Linked DNA regions of Mus musculus: region 1 is linked to region 2. A link is a contact called in public HiChIP or PLAC-seq data. All regions are on one chromosome and are shown on one strand. The core of a region is the stretch at or near the end of the contact, and the rest is flanking DNA. Distances in the headings are between cores, read along the strand shown. Region 1 has its middle 9.6 kb from the start of Gm26435. Region 2 has its middle 11 kb from the start of Gm15521.

What was found. HiChIP or PLAC-seq counts read pairs in DNA pulled down with a chosen protein or histone mark.
Region 1: a contact with region 2 is called in an H3K27ac HiChIP or PLAC-seq map of SST interneurons, with 7 times the contacts expected there. The contact joins two enhancer-like sites. A contact is called at or near these places in 4 of 39 promoter capture datasets (cranial neural crest, liver, maxillary cranial neural crest and 1 more), 1 of 15 datasets of contacts at CTCF or cohesin (hippocampal excitatory neurons), 20 of 484 Hi-C or Micro-C datasets (LSK cells, cerebellum, cerebral cortex and 15 more) and 6 of 115 datasets of contacts at active chromatin or transcription factors (SST interneurons, differentiating embryonic stem cells, embryonic basal ganglia and 1 more).

Annotation. Positions count from the first base shown.
Region 1 is chr9:30,299,343-30,303,855 of GRCm38.p6, forward strand. No RefSeq gene overlaps it. Among named protein-coding and RNA genes, the nearest start is that of Gm26435, 9.6 kb to the left of the region's middle. Within about 2 kb of position 1,764, at least 6 of the 459 cell types and tissues checked have an H3K27ac peak or open chromatin away from gene starts, as enhancers often do. A contact at or near this core is called in SST interneurons, where this site is marked.
Region 2 is chr9:29,641,117-29,645,897 of GRCm38.p6, forward strand. It overlaps a transcript of Ntm not described here. Among named protein-coding and RNA genes, the nearest start is that of Gm15521, 11 kb to the left of the region's middle. Within about 2 kb of position 2,360, at least 4 of the 459 cell types and tissues checked have an H3K27ac peak or open chromatin away from gene starts, as enhancers often do. A contact at or near this core is called in SST interneurons, where this site is marked.

The DNA.
Region 1 (4,513 bases), core at 514-3,013, 660 kb after region 2:
GGGAAAGAAAATGCTGGTTCATAAGCAACTGCTATCTAAACCATACCTGGAAATTACAACTCCTTTCTCACTCAAGGCGCCCACTTCCAAAGGCCCTGCCTATCCTCCCTGCCTATCCTCCCTTCCAAAGGCCCTGCCTATCCTCCCTGATGCCTCTGGAGAACGGTCCCCAAGTTTTACTTTCCTGGACATCAAGCTTCTCTCATTGCATCTCTGGCTCCTGCATTTTGCTTTGATTACATATTCTTCTTAATTGACCTGTTTGCTTGCTGCATTCATTTTCCAAATTCATCTTTGCTTAGACATAGAAATCATCATCCTTACCCTTCTGATTTGCTCATCCCTGACCCCACCCTCTCCCGAAGTTAATGACATCAAACAGTTTACGAATAGCGTGACCAGTATAATCAACCATGCAAACCCAAATTCATCCGAAAGAGAAGGGAGAGTAATAATCAACCCAGTATTTTGACTGTAAATTGAGACTGTCCTGGGCAAACTGAAAACATATTGTCAGACTCTTCTATGTGGATGGATTCTACAACCTGCAACATGTATATGAACTGCTGGTATATAGCTTTCTTGGTTCCATGTGAACCTCAAACTAGATTTTGGAAGTTCAGTAAATATACAATCCAGGACTCAAAGGGAGCTTAAACCTGCATGGCGGTCTAGAGACCCTTTTTCAACTCTCTGCTGCCCCCACGTGGTACATGACATTTTCAGGAGCGGATTCCCACCTGCCTATTCTCTGTTCTAACAAAGACTGAGCAAGTAGCAATTATTGACGTCTCTGGGGAAGAGAATAAGTGAAGCAAAGGGGCTAGAGCAGTGATCTTGGGAAGCCAAGGCTGACCCCCATTATTAACAAACCTAGCATAACTCCCTCCTGTATCCCTCCCTTCCCAAGAGACACCGTTGTTCTGCTATTGCTCCCATTCTCACCATAAGAATGGAACAAGGGTCAAGCATATGCCAGACAGAGGGCTTCAAGAGAAGCATGGTGGACAGTGGGGTCAGGTCGGTTTTTTGAGACCCAAAAGACTTATAAGCTTCCCAGGAAAGGCTATGTATGAGAAGGCAGGTGGCTGGGGATGGGAGAGGGTAGGTGTGGACTGAATGGGACAGATTGGGAAGAAGCTGGATAAGAAAAGAGCAAGGCTGAGCAGAATCGGAGCTCAGGCAGAGTATCCCATGATCTGCAAGGCAGAGGATCAGTAAATAAATGGGACAAGTCAAAAGGCCACGGCAAGGGAAAATAACCACAAATAAGTGGGATTGTGGAAGAGATGTGGAAGTCGACTGTGTCTTTCACTACCACAAGCATTCCTGGACATGATAGGACTGGTATCCTCCACGGGCAAAGAATGAGAAAACACAGTGTACCCAACCACGCACTGGCCATTTAGAATAGATGCTCCAAATGCTTATATGGTTAAAATACCTTGAAAATAGAGGAACAGCTCTGCCTAATCTGACTCATTATTTGGCGCTAGAAGCCTAATGCAGCTGGTATGCAAAGAAGGAGAGACCAAAAGAGCCCATCCCATCTCTTACAGACTTCTTTCTTCCTCTAGCAAGCTCCAATTTCCTTCATCTTATCTGGCAACCTTAAGGGCTCCCACCCAGAGGGCAGTATGTATGTATCTCTGGGAAACACGGTATTCAGACCTCCTAAAAATGGCTGGCTTGTGAACGGCTGATAATAAACCTGCCAAATTCCGCATATGGCCCAGATCCCTCTCCTGTTCCTCCTTTCAAAGAGCCTGCTTTTGCTTCGAGTACTATCCGAGCTGTCTCTGCGGATTAGTGTTTATATGCAGCGAGTGCTGCAGTTAGTTAATAATGTCAAGATCATTGAGCCTCCCTAATGAAAGAGATACACAACATCAACTGTCATTTTAAACAAACATGCAATCAGGATAGCAGTGCTGGAAATATGAGCAGCCTAATTTCATGGAGGTGATGCGAGAGCCGGGCTGCTTCCCGGCGCTTCCACTGGCAAGCTCCATTTCACAGGATTTCAGGGGAAACGGTGGATTTTCACAAGAACCACAAAATTGTCGGTTCTGTGAAAAAGAAATTGCTTTAGCAGCTGGAATCCAGGAGGACAAATAGGTGCACTGATTATATCTTCATTGTTCACCAGAGCCACGGTGCTCAGCAAGTTGTAATTATGCCGTGAAGAGCTCGGTTCTGATAGTCAAGTCTTTCCCCATGTGCATATAAACAGTATTATTCTATTTGTTATCAAAGGCTTGCAGACAACCCTGCAGCATGCATGCATATATATATATATATATATATATATATATATATATATATATATATATATATATTCAATATATGCGAGCCTATAGAATCAGCTGTGGTCTGTGGTCTGTTTGGGCCAGAGAAAAGCCATCAACACACATATGTGTTCTGTCTGGTCCAGCTTTAACCCAAGGTGCTCAGCTCACTCGCCAGCACAGAAAGAATAACAGAAGAGAAATAGGGTAGAAAATAAAAATATGTATAAATTCATTAAATTACATAGAATGATAGAAAAGCTATGGACAACACAGAGTGGAGACACTACCCACTGAGGTTTGATTAATATTAATTAGTCACCTTCGAATGGCCTCCCAATATGCCGTGCAGCAGTCGTACCTTCCAGCTGAATTCATTTGCCAGTGATACTGGCATAGTTTTCAAACCCCAGCCCATACATGAATCTCTGGCAGTTGCCAAGGTCTTTGGTTCATTGGCATTGTTCATTAACTTCAAGTTTCTCTATTCCTAGAGTCTGACTCCTTCAGCCATCCTCTAGAGAGACAATCTGGATGCTTCTTTCCCCCCGTCTGTTTGCAGGTATACAGAACTCCTTTGAGTGTAAATGTTACCAGCCTTGACTGAGAGATGCCACTGAGCTAGGCTAGGGAATCCGACCTGGTATAATATTAAACCTGGTAAAAATGATAACTGTACAGAGCTAAGACTCCAGAGAATGCCTAAAGTTCTGTGAGGAGGCCCAAAGCAGGGACAGAAATGTGCAAATACATTCCCTTCATGGGGGTGGCCTTGCATGAAACTCATAAGTCAAGTTTCATATTTTTACTGTCCTTCTCAAAAAAATACATGACTCCTACACAAAGGAACTAGGAAGCCAAGATGGAGCAAGATAGATATTAGAAGCTTGTAGCCGTGCCATTAAGTCATGTAAACAGCTGTCTCTAACACATCAATAAGTTTAAGTGTCATACTTTTCCAATCCTACTATAAAAGAGAATGCCTTCCAGGTAAACAGCATGGCCAGCAAGGGAGAGTCTGTAACAGAATCCATCACTGGCTCTCCACAAGCAAGAACAACAAGATGACATGAAGAAGTGGGGACAAGAGGTGAGAAGAAGTGTGGAAGAGAAGGGCTTTTCATTTTCTTTTAAAGATGTTAATCTTTAAATATTTAGGAATTGTACAAGAAAAAGAATTTGGGGGCTATCAAGAGTTGCATATCAATGAGATTGAAATATTGAGAAGAAATAAATGAAACTGAACTGGTTAGTCCATGGAATTGTAACTGCCCATTTACACCTGCAAAAAAATAAGATGAGTTTAAGAAAAAAAATCAGAAAAAAAAATAAGGAGAAAATGAACCCAAGTCATAAGACTGGGGGTGGTAATGTTATTTAAAGTCCATTAGCAAAATTGGGGAAGAATGATATTTATATCCGGGGACCAAGAGAAATTAATAAGAAAAAGCATGCTGAGGTCATAGACAGCAATAAAAATCATGATTCAGAGAGAAGGCATCCTGAGATCACAGGTAGTAATATAACAAATGATTCAGAGGGGAAAGGAGATGCTGAGTTTCTAAGAAAGAGCCCTGGATGTCCAATGAGAAAACCAGAGTCCCACCTCTATATGTTATCTGGAAAACTACTCCACCTTGCTTTTCTTTGTGAACAAAAGAGAAAATTAGGTTAAGTTATCCTAACAAATTCTGTCACTAGACTTTATCACACATATGACGTGACCATTCCAGATGACCCAGAATCAAATAAATGTCCTGGTGGTGCTGAGAACTGGTGGGATGCTAAAGGCATCTTGACACAGGCTACGGAATTAGAAAGAGATCAAAGGTAGCCTGCTCTTAAAGTTGTGTCAAAGCTGAGTCCACACTGATTGGCTGCTGGGTAACTGAGTGTGCCTGAGACGCAAGTAATCGATAGGATGGTTAAGATCTAACACCCTCAATCATATCCCCTAAATCTCTGTGTTTCCTTTCACACAGATATAGTTTTCACAGAAGGGCCAATCTGGCACAAGACTTCTGCACGTAACCTCCTTTGGGGATAACGCCTACTTTTCCTTCATACGGAAGAAAGAAAGGATACATTCGAAAAGCGAGGTCAGGACAAGATGGTTGATCCCTCCTTACAGAACAAGTTACCTTCCAGAAAGATCTGGTTCTATTAGTGACTCTGTCTCTTTTCTGTCTCCCCACAAAGGTTTCTTCCCGCTAAGCAGTAGCCCC
Region 2 (4,781 bases), core at 1,110-3,609:
AGAACCACTGACAGAAGAAATAACTTTTAAGAGAGAGAAAACCCAACACAAGCCCACTGGGTTCTTTCCAAAGGGAGTTGAGTAATCATATTCAATGAGATGAAGAATAAATAATGACTTTCAGAAATAAGCATGAAAATCTTAGTAACAGCCAATATGCAAAAACCATCTAGAGTGGCATTTGGATGCAGCCATAGTAACCCAGCATCAGCCACACACCCGTGGTGAGAGGCCTGAAGAAGCAATGTCTGCCTGGTTCTGGGCTGATTGGCTATATTTTCTAGCTTATTCTAAACTTTCAAAGCTGTTGATCTCTGTATCTATCATGTCTGCTGCCATCTTCCCTGAGAGCTTCTCTCCACAGTGAAATCTGAGGAATTAGCCAGGCCAGCATGGGGCCTGACAGCTTCACACACGTTCACCTGCCCTAGCTCAGCTCCTCTAAGAGCTGCCCCTCCCGGCCGTGCGCTCCACATCCTCAAGGCTATTCCACTAAGGTTTTCAGCTTCTTGTCTTCAGTGCCAGGGGCAAGGTGACATTCCTTGAGATTTATTATTATTGTTTTCCATAACCTGAGGAATGTCAGCCCTCTAAAAGCCTCTGTGCCGTGTTGATTTTCTAAGTTAACTCTGACTTAGCATAGATTTATTGGCCAAGTTGGTGATTTACCGTGTGTGTGCTCGTGTCAGCGTACCTGTTTGCCACACGAAGGTGAAGCAAGAGGAAAGAAAATACACTATTTACTTGGCTCTAACGTGTGCCACCATGGGAGCTAATTGCTATCATTGGTACCAATCCTTTCCATTCTCAAAGCTGTCAGGTAAGGAGAAGATATCATTTATCACACGGGAGAACAAGGCTCCAAGAAGCTGAGTGGAGGGCAAGGGTCAAATTGGCTGGGGTCTAATTCTATAGGAAAAAAGAGAAACCAATGTATACAGATGACTGAAAGCATCCACATTCATATGCCAAACAGAAGCACAATGTTACACTGGGATCCAAGCATGTGGAGTGAATGGAAGTCTGGTATTAATTTAGCATGCTTGCTTCCTTAGAGAGCAGCCTGGAACCCTGTTGGTACAGTGTTATCTTCCAGGCAATGATAATTTAGGAAGCTAGGAGACCTCCATTCAAAATAACTGAGTTTGCACCCTGTTTTCCCCAGTTGCTCCGGGCTTCCATTCCTCTCTCCTGAGTGGATGAAACTCCAGTGTGTCATTCTCATTTGCCTGAAGCGAGCAGGGGCCGGAGACATTGTCACAACAGTTCTTATAGCTCAAGCTATTTGTCTGTCCCTCTGAGGCCAATGGTTTCTTTTTGTCCCAAATAGTCACTGTCCCCAGGGAAGCTGCCATCGCCTTGGCTCTGGAATATCACAGACTTTATTGTATCAACAAGATTTTTCTGTTGGAAAAACTAGTCTCTTATCGGATCAATTTGAGGTTGATGTCTCTGGGACACAATTCAGCGTTTCTCATGAACTTCAACCCTCCTGTTGCACTGAGCACATATATCATGGCTCCCACTGACCTCAGGGCAGGAGTGGGGCAGTAAGGTCCTGGGAAGCAGCTTTGCAGCTGTGAGGAGGGAGGGAGCCAACCTGTCTGAAAGGGCTTCCTCATTTGCAATTGGGATAACAGTCAAACTTGTGAGGGCATCTGAAGGGTCAAGAGGTCCACACCCATGCAAACACCTCAGTTACCACCAGCGCTTTTGTGTTCTACATCTGACCTGGGGTTTGTGCTGGCCTCTGTGGTTCTATAAATAAGTACAAGCCTGGCTTCCCATACACACTCAATATTCCCAGATTTGCTGCCCGTGGGATGAACGCCCCACTTTAAAGTACAAGGGAGATGGAGACGGTTTGGTGAGCAATAGTCAAAAGATCTCTTGCTCATGCACCAATGCCAACTCAGTCATCATGTGGCAAGGCACCTAACTCCTGTGAACTGCATTTCCATGGTGCTGCCTACGGTGAGATGGTAGACTGGGCACACATGTGCACAAAAGGTTTCTTATAAAGCCATATTTCACAAAGTCTTACTGAGCTGTCTCTTCGATCTCCAGCACTTCCTCACAAGGCAACTACAATAACATAGCCACTAAACCACACATGAGTGGCCAGCCTAGATAAAACTTCTTATGGAAGCCCAGCACAGATCTTGCTATAGAGAGTTTTATTGGTGGCATGTGAGGGATACCACTAAAATCCTTGGACTAACTATGGCTGAGAACAGTTTTTAGGGGGCGTCAGATTAAGAGCCTGCATTTTTTTAAATCAGCCGTTCTGCCTTCCACTTGTCTGGTGGAACTGATCTCAGCTCTTCTCTTACTGCCCTCTGGTGGCGACCGCTTGCAATTTCATGACTGCGCCAGGCTGGCTCTAGTCTGGGTGTTCCCCCGCCCCCGCCCCCTTGCTCTCAGCACTAAGCAAGTTTATCGTCAGGTATAACCTTCCCCCTGGATTCATGAGCTCAGAGTATGTGACTTCATGTGGCCACAGTTTGAAAGTATATCAAAAATTATATCAACACGGAACATGTGTATTTCCCCACGTCGTTATTCTGTAAACAAAATAGCTTAAGTACATAACGATTATTTTGCGCTGCGTATTTTAAGTAAAACAGGGCTGATTTAGAGCAGTGTTTTTCAACCCTCCTGATGCTGTGACCCTTTACTACACTTCTACATGTTCTGTTGACTCCCAATCATGGAATTATTTTTGTTGCTACTCCATAACTGTAATTTTGATACGATTATGAATTGTAATGTAAATCTCTGATACACAAGACATCTGATATGCCACTCCTGGGAAAAGGTCATGAACCACTGATTTAAATTATATGCACGGATACTTATTCAGATATGAAACTTGAGCATCCGAGGACGTTGGTATCTGTAGGGAGCTGGGCCTGGGAGCTAATTGCCCGCAAACCAAGAAAAATAAAATTTGTCTTTCTCTTCCTCCCCTAAGGCTCTGGACCTCTCTATTGTCAACTGGCCTTGTTTCTCTATGCACGTCCCATCCAGCCCTGAGCTATCGTCTCAGCGGAGTTGATCCTATCATTCTTGCTTAAAACCCTTTAATGATTTTCACTGTCCTCCAGGGAATCTCTGGGTCCTTGGCACAAAATAAAATATGATCGTCTGTGAAGTCTCCTCTGACCACATCCTTCACTCTGAGCCCTGCCTGTGTCCTTGGGTGGATTGGCCAGGCTGCTTTCGATCCTGTAGCCTTCCTGAGGCCCCCCAGCTCTCCGGAGGTCTCTGGGCTCTGCAGTTCTCCTAGGCTTCCTCCCACTGTCTTGCTATGTGTATTCAATGAGTTCCCGGCTTCTCCCCACCGAAGGCTCTTTCCTCATAGAAGCGTACAACCCAGCTCACGTCATTTTTTTCATTGAGGACCTTGTGCGACAACTCCCTCTCCTAGTCCATTTTCAGCACAGGCCTAAGGCCCCGGCTTTCTACTCTGCAGCGGGCTTCCCCACCAGACCATGTGCTCCCTGACCCAGAAATCGCACTTCATTTGCGGTTTGCAAATCTCTCAGTTCTAAGACAAGGTGCTGTGCTAAAATAGAGAACCAACTCAATAAATGTTGTATGAGAATCCTAGGTAGCCAAGACCTTGAAAAATGGCAGCTGCTCCAAGGGGGAAAGGTAATCGCGATCGCTTTTATTTGCTCAATGATAACAGTGACTCCCGTGAGCGATCATAATAGATTTATTATAAGCAAGCCACCAGAAAGATATTTTTATTCTCTCTTTCGATGAGCCGGCTGCTGCATTATTCACTGAAATGCAATACTATCTCATTTAATCATTACACGAGTCCCAGGAGCTGAGATGAGGGCAGGCGGTGGATCTACTCTCAGTATGAGAAACCGGAAGTTGGGCGGTGACCAATGACCAAGCACCTGAGGATAATATGAATGCCAGAGAGTGAGCCCAGTGTCTACAGCTGCTCTCACAGCAACACAGGTCTGCTATCTTTCATTAATACTCTCCCACCTCTTCCTAAGAGAGGCGCGTCCCTGGAGACGAAGCCAAACACAGAAATGTGCTCTACCTGCAGAGCCGAGCTGTAAAAGCAATCATCCTAGCTTCTCCCGTCTTGCCTTCGGTCCCTAATCAGTTATGGGAGAAATGACAATTCAGAGAGGAGAGGAGACACCCAAGAGGGGCTGCAGCTCACTGGAGGGACCCAAAGGCTTTGTTCCCACAGCTGCGATGTCCAGCTGGCAACACGGGAGCGTAGACATGTAAGATTTGGGTGGGTGACACGGAGACAAAGGGAAAGCGGCACGTCGAGTGAATTAGTGAAGGTGAAATAAACGGTGTTCAGCAACAGATGGGGCTGGGGCTGGGTAATTTTCTTCTGTCACCTCCCCTCAGGTAATAGATAATCCTGCAGCTGCCAGGGCTCCGGGGAAGACAGGCGCACAGCCCCAGTATCCTTCCTGTTGGGAGCCATGCCCCTCATCCCTTAACCTGTCTCCATGATAAAAATCTTAAGAGAGCAAACTTTTTGCAAGACGTATAGTGGCGATTTAACTCAGTCCCGGCTAAGGTTGCTATCTGTCAGGCTGTCGGGGTGACAGGCAGATTTGTAAATGCTCTGGCTCCAGTGTCAGGTTGAAGGTGACATTTTTCAGCAGGAGAAATTTTTTTCTCTCCATCTCTCATTGAGACAGCACAACTGAGAACACAGAAAGTGATCCTCTGAATATCCCCGTGCCCCTCAGCCTTGCTGACCCAGGCTGTGGACCTCTGAGCTCCCTGAT